Regions from separate parts of the Anser cygnoides genome. Here region 1 is linked to region 2. Evidence: chromatin contacts called from public Hi-C data. All regions are on one chromosome and are shown on one strand. Each heading gives the region's core, a stretch centred on a gene start, on an enhancer-like site or on the middle of the called end of the contact. The rest is flanking DNA. Distances are from core to core; before and after follow the strand shown. Region 1 overlaps QKI (QKI, KH domain containing RNA binding). Region 2 overlaps LOC136790427 (a long non-coding RNA gene).

Region 1 (5,082 bases), core at 2,392-4,891, 200 kb before region 2:
AAAATTTGACGTGCTGTTTAGTCACTACCAGTGCCCTCAAAGGGCCGAAGTTGCAGCCTTTTTTCTATTGCCTGCCAAATTGGATGTTTTAAAAGAAAACGTGCCATGAGATAACAGATCACAATGAATTTTCAGAACTATGTTAATGCAGAGAACAAAACAGCAACACTATGAAAGCGAATCCAAGTTTAAATTATTTTAACCATACTTTAATCTCCTCAGAAGATTACATGAGAACAAGGTACATGCATTATGTGTCACATTACTGGGCAAACTGTTCAAATATTTTTTTTAAACCTCCCTGTATAGAAAAAAAAATTCATTAAGGATGTAAAAGCCATGCTTGCCTATTTGCTGTATACATGTAACGAAATTGTAGATAAAGTGTAGTGCATTGAAACAAAATGAACAAAAAAAGTAGATACTTTTACTATACAAGGGTGCTGGTGCAGAAAAAAATATATTTTTGGAAATGTAGCATTTTATACTTTCAAGTGTTATAAAAAAAGAAAAAAAGAACAAAGAAACCCTTTATTTCATTAAATGATTTTTTCTGGTGGTTGTCAAGAAACAAAAGACCAAAAGAGCCTTTTAGTCTTTCTTTTTTATTTTTTAAGTATTGGAATAAGTCTAAAGAAAAGGAAGTGCCTTATTTTCTTCATGGTCATTTAGTCAAATGTCTTGTATAATCAGCTTCTCCCTCAGACAAGTTACTGCATGCCACTCAGTCGCCCAGTATGTGAAAAGAAGCTGTGAGGAAAGACAAATGATGAGTTGACCATATTAATTACCTGATTTTTGCCATATTAGTGTGATGTGACTTTGCCAAAAACGCGTTATGGAAACTATTTGCTAAGGTTTTGTCAATCCAGCCCATCATTATTTCCACAACTCTACTGCTCAAATCAGAGCTAATACAGTACTTGTGCAATGTAAACCAAAGGGTTCTGTGTTACAGACTGTCTCATTCTAAATTAGACTATTAGCTGAGAAATGTTTGTAGAGCTGGAAGTATTTCATTTTTGTTCAGGGGTGGAGATGAGTTTTCTTGATTTTTGGTTGGAATAAATATGCATCAGACATAGCAGACTTCAGAGTCATCCAGAAAAACTGGTGTTCTGCAGGTAATGAAATTGAAAGTGCGTAGCTAGTCCTCGGTTATGGTCTGAGCATGTCCCCAGTTTTTGTAAGCAGCTCCTGCAGTGTCGAATGGTATGCAAGTTACTTATTTTTAAGCTTTTCTTTGATTAATGTTAGATCTGCCTACTGGCTTTCCTTTGTAAGATAAGCAGGAGAGGGACATCAGTTAGTTGTTTGAAGCCCAGCTATACTGTGTTTTTAACCCTCGCTTCCACATGAGATTTATGTAGCTGGGCAATCACAGGAGTTGAAGCTGTTGAACGCACAGTATTTAATTCTAAAAACATTAAGTATTACTTTGTGTGGGGCTCAGAACTAAACTTGGCAAATATCAGGTGATAACTTTACTCCCCTTCTTGTCAACTTATTCTCCTCCTGCAAATCTTCACAGCTTCCAAATGAAAGGTCGATAGTAAGCTAAGAGGGCTTACATTTTAAGCACCTGCATGGTGACCTCATCTAACATCTTGTCTCACCTGGAAATAATTATCAGTTTATTTACTATGCAATAGACATTCATCCTTTCGTATTCAGCTAGCTTTTTGTTTATTGTGCCACCGGCTTTGTCTTCCTGTTACACATACAGTTGTGTTGATTTTACTTACAGTATATGCTGTGCCATTTTGATTTTTTTTTGGTTGGTTGGTTGAATAAACTTGCGACACTCGAACATTTGAAGAGAGATTTGCTAAAACAATACCAGTATTTGATCCACTTTCATCTCAACTATGATAAAACCTGGACATTTTTAGATGTTTATCAAAGGTCTTTTATTGGGGATGGGGGGGAAGTGTATGAAACAGATGTGTGACATGTGAAAGTAATGTTTGCTCTGAACAAACTTCTGAAAACTTAGTTGACAAAATTTTGGATCAACTTAAAAAGCATGACTTTTGAAATCTCTGAATGCCTTGGTTCTCAGTATTATCATTCTTTAATGACTTTTTCTTTATTAAAATAAGTAGTTTTAAGACTTCTTTCTGACAGTATTATGTAATTTTTTTTAGAGTGGGTAGATGGGAGTGTCGCTTGTATGTAACCGTACAGATGACATGTATTTGTCTATTCTTTATTATCTTAGTAGTTTCATGCTATGTATGTACCATAACCAACCTATTGCCTATGAGAAACATGTAAGATAATGTATTTACAGCCATTGTTACAAGTTTATAATGTATTTTTCTATCTTGTTTTATATGTATGTTATATAACATTCAAAAGAATTTTTTTCCTGATTGAGAAAAAAAAAAGGATACAAAATGCAAAACCCACAATTTTGATAACTGAAAAATTGCCAATTGTTTTGCAGTACTTTATTATATTGGGAGTGTTGTCTTTCTTGGGCTTTTAGTTAGCTACTGGATGAATACATTAGACATATTTGGGTTTTAGTTGGGTTTTTACATAGCTTGCATTTTAATTCTTTGGTTCTTTGCTGTTTCTATTAACCCATAGCATTATTTTAATAAATGTTATAATACCAACCTACTAACTCTGGACTATGTCTGTTTATTAACCATTACATGTTTAATTAAGTAAACAAATAAAGACGGAAGAATGTAAAGTCTTGAGTTACTGGACTAACCCTGAAGAACGTGACCACAGATAACACAACGTGACTTGTTTTTATGTTGTTTGTCGGCTGACATTCTGCACACTACTATTAAGTTGGCTTTGGTCATCCTGGCCTTTTACCTTGGGGAATAGGTGCCAGTAGATATGGGAACAAAGTAGCATTTTTTTTTTTTTGAGGCATTCTTCTTGTAGAGTCTTGCCACTTGCCTTTCAGCATCTGCATTACTAATTCCACACTTTCTTTTTCTTTCTCTAAAATAATTACTCTCAGCTCACAGCAAAAGAGCAAAGATGCCAATGTATTGGTAAATCATGATGGTGTACAGAAACCAGTTTGATTCTTTGTTGAACCATTCAGAGGTTGCAGTTAATCTCATAGCAATTTGGGATGTGTTGGTTTTGGCACCTGTTGCATTGTGGGATGTTTCCAAGCACAAAATACATCTAGATGCAATTACCGTGCATTGAAATACAAAATCTTCTTTTTTTCCTTGCCAAAAGTGCCTTATTTTCTTCATGCCATGCTATTTTTATGTAATTTTTTTGTACTTCTGCAATAGTCTATCAGTATTGCATAGCTCAGGGGAGTACAATTTCTGTAAGCCAAAGGTCAGACTGGATCATTTCGTAATGACTGCAGAAAGTACAAAAACACACCTTTCACTAAATTACCGAGCAAGAGCCATTTCAAATTCCAAGGCTGCCTTTATGTAATCTTTATCCCTGTGGATGACTGTAGCAACACGAATGCAGGGAATTGAAATGGCGAAGATGCTGTTTTGATTGTACCTCTATGCAGATTATTTTTACAGAAACATTTCTCTCTCTTAAAACTTCTGTTGTCTGAGGCTCCTTTACGTAGCCTGGGTAGTCCGCCTGGACTTGCAATCTTAAGAGGACAGTTATAGCTAATGTCAAGGGAGATCGTTGATGTAGATCACTCTTCAGATACCTGCAGTTCTTGTGAAACCCCATTTTTTTTATGTAGATAGTAAAAAATTCAGACAATGAGGCAATGAGGCTTTGCATTTGTTCTGAACCTTTAATTTATGATGTTTCAAACTACACATCTTGAAATCTATGTGATAGAAAACTTTAAGAAGTTCTTATATGTAGTAATTAAAATAGAATGTATCTTTATTTTATGGAGGAAAAATAGGTTAGCTATGATGAAGACGTTTTATAATAGTGTGTACTTTTTAGTTTGTTTTACAAAAGTGTTTAGGTACAGCTAGAATATCAATGCATTTAGAATAGTTTCACTTGTACAGAAATATAAACAGATGGTGAATATAGTGTTATCCTAAAAGTCAGTCACAGTTAGATGGTGGAAAAAAAAAAACAGATAACATTGAGACCTTTTGATTAGGTAATGGCACAGGTGTCATTTCAGATCTGCTAGTTTATATTATTAAAATATTTAATCAGAGGCACGCATTTAAACTCTGAAGTATTCTCTGGTGTAAGTGAAACTATTCAAATACGGCAAAGTAATAATGTCTTATATTGAAAAATAGTTCTACAACTACTACTTTTCTGCAATATTTTTAACGTTTTCTGTTTTTATTAGATACGAACTACTGTCATACTTTGTTCACAGTGCATTTTCATCTCATTCTTTAAAGTAGTGAAAATTGCCTTAAATTTTGAAGTACTTTAAAGTTGAAGGAAAGAAAAAAAATCGAAAATTTATGCTAATTGCTGTTGACCACCAAATGCATTTCTCAGTTTACCTAAGTGCCTGTCTGAAAATTTAACTATTTTATACTTTGCCTGCTTGTAGGAAAGACACAGGCTATTTTTAGAACTGAATTTGAGGATGGTTTCAATATTGCTACATCACTGGAGCTAGGTTGTTTTTTTTGTTTCTTTTCTGGGGTTAAATTGTCTTTACATTTGAAAGATCATACATTCAAGTTAAGTAGAGCGTTGCTGGTCCATCAAATAAAATGGTTTAATCTTAGGATAAACCTCTTATTTTTTTTTAAGTACCTCAGAATGTAAACAAAAACACCACAGAACCTTTTAAAATGAAATCTCAGCAATGCTATTGATTTCTTAAGTGAAATGTTGAACTAAATTATAACAAATTTTACTTCTCCAATATTTTTTTTTTCTGTGCTACCAATCTAGAAAATACTTCATAAAGAGTCTTCAGGGATATCTTTCAAAAGATTTTTAATGAACATATGCTGAGTGTATACTGATGATTTTGATATTTTATTTGAACAGATCTTTAAAAAGCATGTAAAAAAAAAAAAATCTGCACATAACGGTTTATTCCAAGAGGGACTCTCCGAGGGGGACCACTAAAAAGTTTTCTGCCCTGATAATGCAGGGAAGCATTGAAGTGTGTTGCTGCCCATT
Region 2 (4,736 bases), core at 1,115-3,614:
CCCGGTCAGAAATCTCCCAGTACCAGCTAAAACTGCAGAAAATATTTCCGAGCGACAGACATAACTGTGCGCCTTTTTCTTCCACCTTCCTGAACACTTGGTCGTGTGGTTCTGTTCTGGTTTCGGACAGGATTGATTAGCTGCAACTCCAGTTCAGCTTGTGGAGTGTAACATTTGATTTTGCCGTGTCTTTGGTTACCAGATCATATCCTTAATACAGACTTACTTGTCAAGCAACCACTCTGTAGGCAGAGATGAAAGCAGCCGGAGAGAACGCGTTTCCTTTGCTCGTGTAGGAGAAGATGACAGGTAACATGATCTTGACCTCTGAAAGTCAGGGATAGCTCTGAGGGTGGGTAACTTGAGCCAGGACTTCTGCCCATCGTGTAACAACTACACACGCGGGTGCTGCAGCACAGACAGGGCTTAACTCGGTGGAGGGGGCTCATTCTGTGCTTGTTTTCCCAGCTGGCACTACATTGCACTGGGTCCTAACCCCTATAAAGCTAGAGTGATGTTTGGAATTAAGTGGCTAATGATATCCTGTATTAGTTGTAATTTTAGCTATTTTTTCTTTAATAGGAAAAAAACACAATTTTATTCCTAGTAGATTGTGTTGCTGAATTTTTGGGTGGAGAAGCAGCAGCTCCTGGAGTGAATTACATCTTCGAGTGATGTCACAGGGACCATCACTTCAGGGTTTTATTGCTCCCAAAGTAACACACTATCTGCCCTTTCCCAAGAATTAGTTTTGTACCATTGACAATCAGCTGAGAAGCCGAAAATATTATCTGCAGAATTTAGTAAACTAACATAAGTAGATGTGGCTGTAAACTACACATTAGCATGTGCATTTACAGATGTTCATTCTAACCCAGATGCAGCTACCGTACCTCAGAGATCTTGGAAATGTAGTGCATAGGCTTTTTTGCCATGTTCCATGGAGACCTGAAGTCACACGATGCTGTAGTTTCCATCTTTTTTTTTCTTTTTTTTTTTTTCCAGCAACTAAATTACATTATAAGGCACTAAACAGACGCTCAATATTTTCCTTATATAAATTTATCATGCGGCAATTACTGCAGTTAAACTCAGTGAAGGTATGTGATTGTAAATGGGAGGTGGCAATCAGTGTAATTAGAAAAGGAAAAGATGTGCCTGCAAAACAACCTCTGCATTACAATATTGCCCACACTATAAACACCCTACCACGTGGTGTGCCCCTTCTCAGTTACACAGTGTATGTCCTGTGTTGATTCAGGCTTGAATTACACAGTAAATCTTGTTTGTGAATTTATAGACTGTCCCTTTGAAGGCAGAATTGTGCCAGCCTATTTATTTAAAGTCCTTTTTTCACTGCAGCGGCATGCTTTTGAGATGTAATACCTTATGTGCACAATCCCTGAGTGACAGCAGCTCTGGACGCTCATGATACTTATAATACATTACATATTATCAATAAAATGTTGCAAGACATGTCATAGATCTTATTAACATAACTTTAAATTATGGGTACAAGTTTGACCTATCTGTTGATGGATTAGAAGCAAAGCATGGATTGTTAAACAGAAGTAAGAGGTTCAGGGCATCATTAAATAAACTGTTTCAAGTAAAATGTCTGCATTTCGCCATAAAAAGTCACAGCATACCTGAAAAGTTAGCCATCCCTGGGGCATGTTACAAAGTTTAAAGAAAACCAGAATTATATATTTTTTTAATTACATTTGCCACTGCCCTGATATTAATTATGATCCAAATTGTTGCCAGAGACCTTGGCTGCCCTAAAATAGTTTGCTCTGTGCATTTCCCCACCCCCCTGGCAAACTAGAAAATAACCTCTGAACTGCCAGGAGATCTAAACAGTAACCGAACCTTTGGACACCACTGAGGCTTAGCTTGCCCGCCTGTACATCCCGTTTCTGTGCCGAGGTTCATTCTGTCAAGACTAGAAATTGCCGTGACAAGGAGGGTCTGAACTGAGGTTTAGAAGTGACTCCTCAGACATGCAGGAGCCTGTACTGGCAGCCTCAGTGGCAGAATTTGGGCGCTAGATCAGAAATGGATCTTTTACGGATTTTTTCAGGAACATCTAGGATATTTGTGCATGCCTAGGTACTTTCACTAGTTTTAATTTATGGATTTATTTATGTTTTTTATTGCAGTGTGTTTACCACATCTCTGTGTGGTAGGCACTGTTGTTCTCACTTTGGCAACAGCAAAGAATTTAAAGCAAGCCATTTAAGTGACTTGCCTGAAATTATGCAGAATAACAAGGATGGGGCCAAGGACATAGATGTCCTGTTTCCCAGCCCTCTGCTTTACCATGGAGATATTCCATTTCTTTTGATTGTCATTAGGAGTTGCTTTCTACAGGAAGACACATAAGGCTCTGTCCCCCATGCTTTAACTTTTAAAACATCAAATTTTGTTTGTAGGATGTAAACTCCTGATTTTGAGGACGCATGGGTTTTCCTTAGCCTAGTGGAGACGGGAGATGGAAGGCAAGACCCTGCTAAATGACTGCCTTTTTGCATTGTTTCTATAGTATAATTTCTGGTTCAAGTACAAAACCATGACTGAGAAACACCTCTTCCGTTGGCTTGGGAGGGAATGGGGAGAGACATTTAAGAGAAATGTGTCCAGCTGGTGAGTAAGCTGGCGTGCACTACGGACTCGTTAGTAATGTTTGTTCTATTGGAGTGGACAGTCTTTTGCTGTTGACGAAAAAGCTGCCTCAGCCCATTGCACATTAAATTAAGAGACCGCACACATGTACCGTAATCACCGCGCTCTCTCCCTGCGCACTGATCAGTAATAATTACCTTTTGGGTAGGGGGTGGAAGGAGATAACCTAAATACTTTCAGGTTAATTATTACTCTCCTGTGCTCAGAAATATGCCAGCATTTTAATAACAGCAACCCTTCTGTGCTGGAGGTCCTTTGAGACTTGAAATTGGCAACAACAAAAGAACATATATCTTTGGACAACAGCACTATAAGTCATTCTGCTGCTCTCTTGTTCCTTTTTTTTAATTTCTCCCAGAGTGATGTAAAAAGCTTTCTCCGATGAGTTTAAAAATGTTGGTTTTCATTCCTACCGTGTCGTACGCTGAATAAATACAGGCACAAATAAGAGCAGCTTTAGCCCTGCACTGGACTTCCCTGTCTCTTTCTGTTAACCTTAAAGTTCACTGTGCTGAAAACTAATAGTGCCTTGTTGTCAAGAAGCCAGAATAATGACATTTTGTGCCATTATTCTAATGTGTTTTTCACTGTGCATTTTCTTTAATTATTTGCATGAGTAATATCGTTATGCATTCATGCCAATACAATTCTGATAATTAATTTACATGATGGCAATTTCTTAATGATTTTGATGTCAAAGTTAATAGCAACAGCTGATAGTTGATCTGTTGGTGCTGACATAAATTTAACTTTTAATGTATTAATGCCAAAACCAACAGCAGCATCAAATTACGCTGGAGAAAAATAAACATCCACTGGGTAAAAACTTCAGTGGAAAAGTCTGGATTGTTACCCAAGGTTCAGATGTTTAAAATTGAACCGAGGCCCCTAGACATGTTACATGTCAGATTTTTTTGTTTTATTTTGTTTCATTTATTTATTTACATCACTAATATTACTGATGTCTGAGATTTAAGAGATCAAATTATGTGATATCATGTAATAGCTGGTGGTCTTTTGCCTCCAGCTTGGTGCATATATTCCATATTTTATAACGAAAAAATGCATTAATTAGGCTTTATGTTTCTGGTTCTTTAAACATGAACTCCAAACTGCTCTGCAGTGGGGGAATCTGGGACTGGTGTCTGAGCTTGAACTTGTATCTCGGTTTGTGATTTCAGTTTGCACTGTGTGCTAATAAAACAAACGATGTGGAGACAAATAATTGTTAATATCATTAAAAAAAAGAAACAGACCAATGCATAATAAGGTTTGAAAAAACAGTAGTCTTAGTATATTTTATTATATGGAAGTGATGTATGAAGTGATAATTGTGTGTGATACTCTATGCATGTGCATATCTTTTTATATAGGCTTATGTTAAATATTACAAGACAACACAGCATGAAAGGACATTCTTCAGTCTTTGTCCAGGTGCTCTGAAGATGTCTTTAGAAGTTTACAGGCATTTTTATTTACCAGTTAAATATTTTAGTACACCTCACTATTGAAAAACTGTATGTAGAACAAATTACAATATCTATAAAATGGTGGTGGTTGTTTCCCTTTATTTTTTTAATCAAAAGCAAAGCCTCATCCCATGACACAGTTGCTAACATAATATTTATTTCCACCCGCTTCAGCCAGTTAAACGTATAGATGAAATGTTAAAAATCATTACAACTAAAATTGATCCTGCAGTGTATTTCAACCCTTTTCCCCATTGTTTTTTTTTTTTGTTTTGTTTTGTTTTTTCACCAATGATAACCACTAAGGGAGTGCGCATTTCATTTTATATAGAGAGGAAGTAATTGTACAGCCTCAATTAGACCTTCCACCACTGGATTATAAAGAGCTGTTGGTGCAGATCCAGATCGTCTGCTTTTCAAAATGCACAACCTTTCCTTCTTCAGTTTCCACAAGTGGATTGTCTGTCTATGCCTGCTGAAAGAGAAATCTCTGTTTCTGATTCCTTTTAGTCTATTTTATCCTTGCTCTCAGAAATATCAGGGTGCATACATGTTTGAAGCCCATTCCCCAAAACTTGGACA

The links. A called contact is a pair of places that touch in the nucleus more often than the background predicts.
Region 1: a Hi-C map of liver shows a contact between it and region 2, with 2.0 times the contacts expected there. The contact joins two enhancer-like sites. A contact is called at or near these places in 2 of 7 Hi-C or Micro-C datasets (both in liver).

The regions. Positions count from the first base shown.
Region 1 is chr3:48,753,105-48,758,186 of Taihu_goose_T2T_genome, reverse strand. All of the region lies in intron 8 of QKI (QKI, KH domain containing RNA binding), which reads left to right. Among named protein-coding and RNA genes, the nearest start is that of QKI, 150 kb to the left of the region's middle. Within about 2 kb of position 3,641, at least 1 of the 3 cell types and tissues checked has open chromatin away from gene starts, as enhancers often do. A contact at or near this core is called in liver, where this site is marked.
Region 2 is chr3:48,555,334-48,560,069 of Taihu_goose_T2T_genome, reverse strand. The region is part of intron 5 of LOC136790427 (a long non-coding RNA gene); the gene reads left to right. Among named protein-coding and RNA genes, the nearest start is that of QKI, 350 kb to the left of the region's middle. Within about 2 kb of position 2,364, at least 2 of the 3 cell types and tissues checked have open chromatin away from gene starts, as enhancers often do. A contact at or near this core is called in liver, where this site is marked.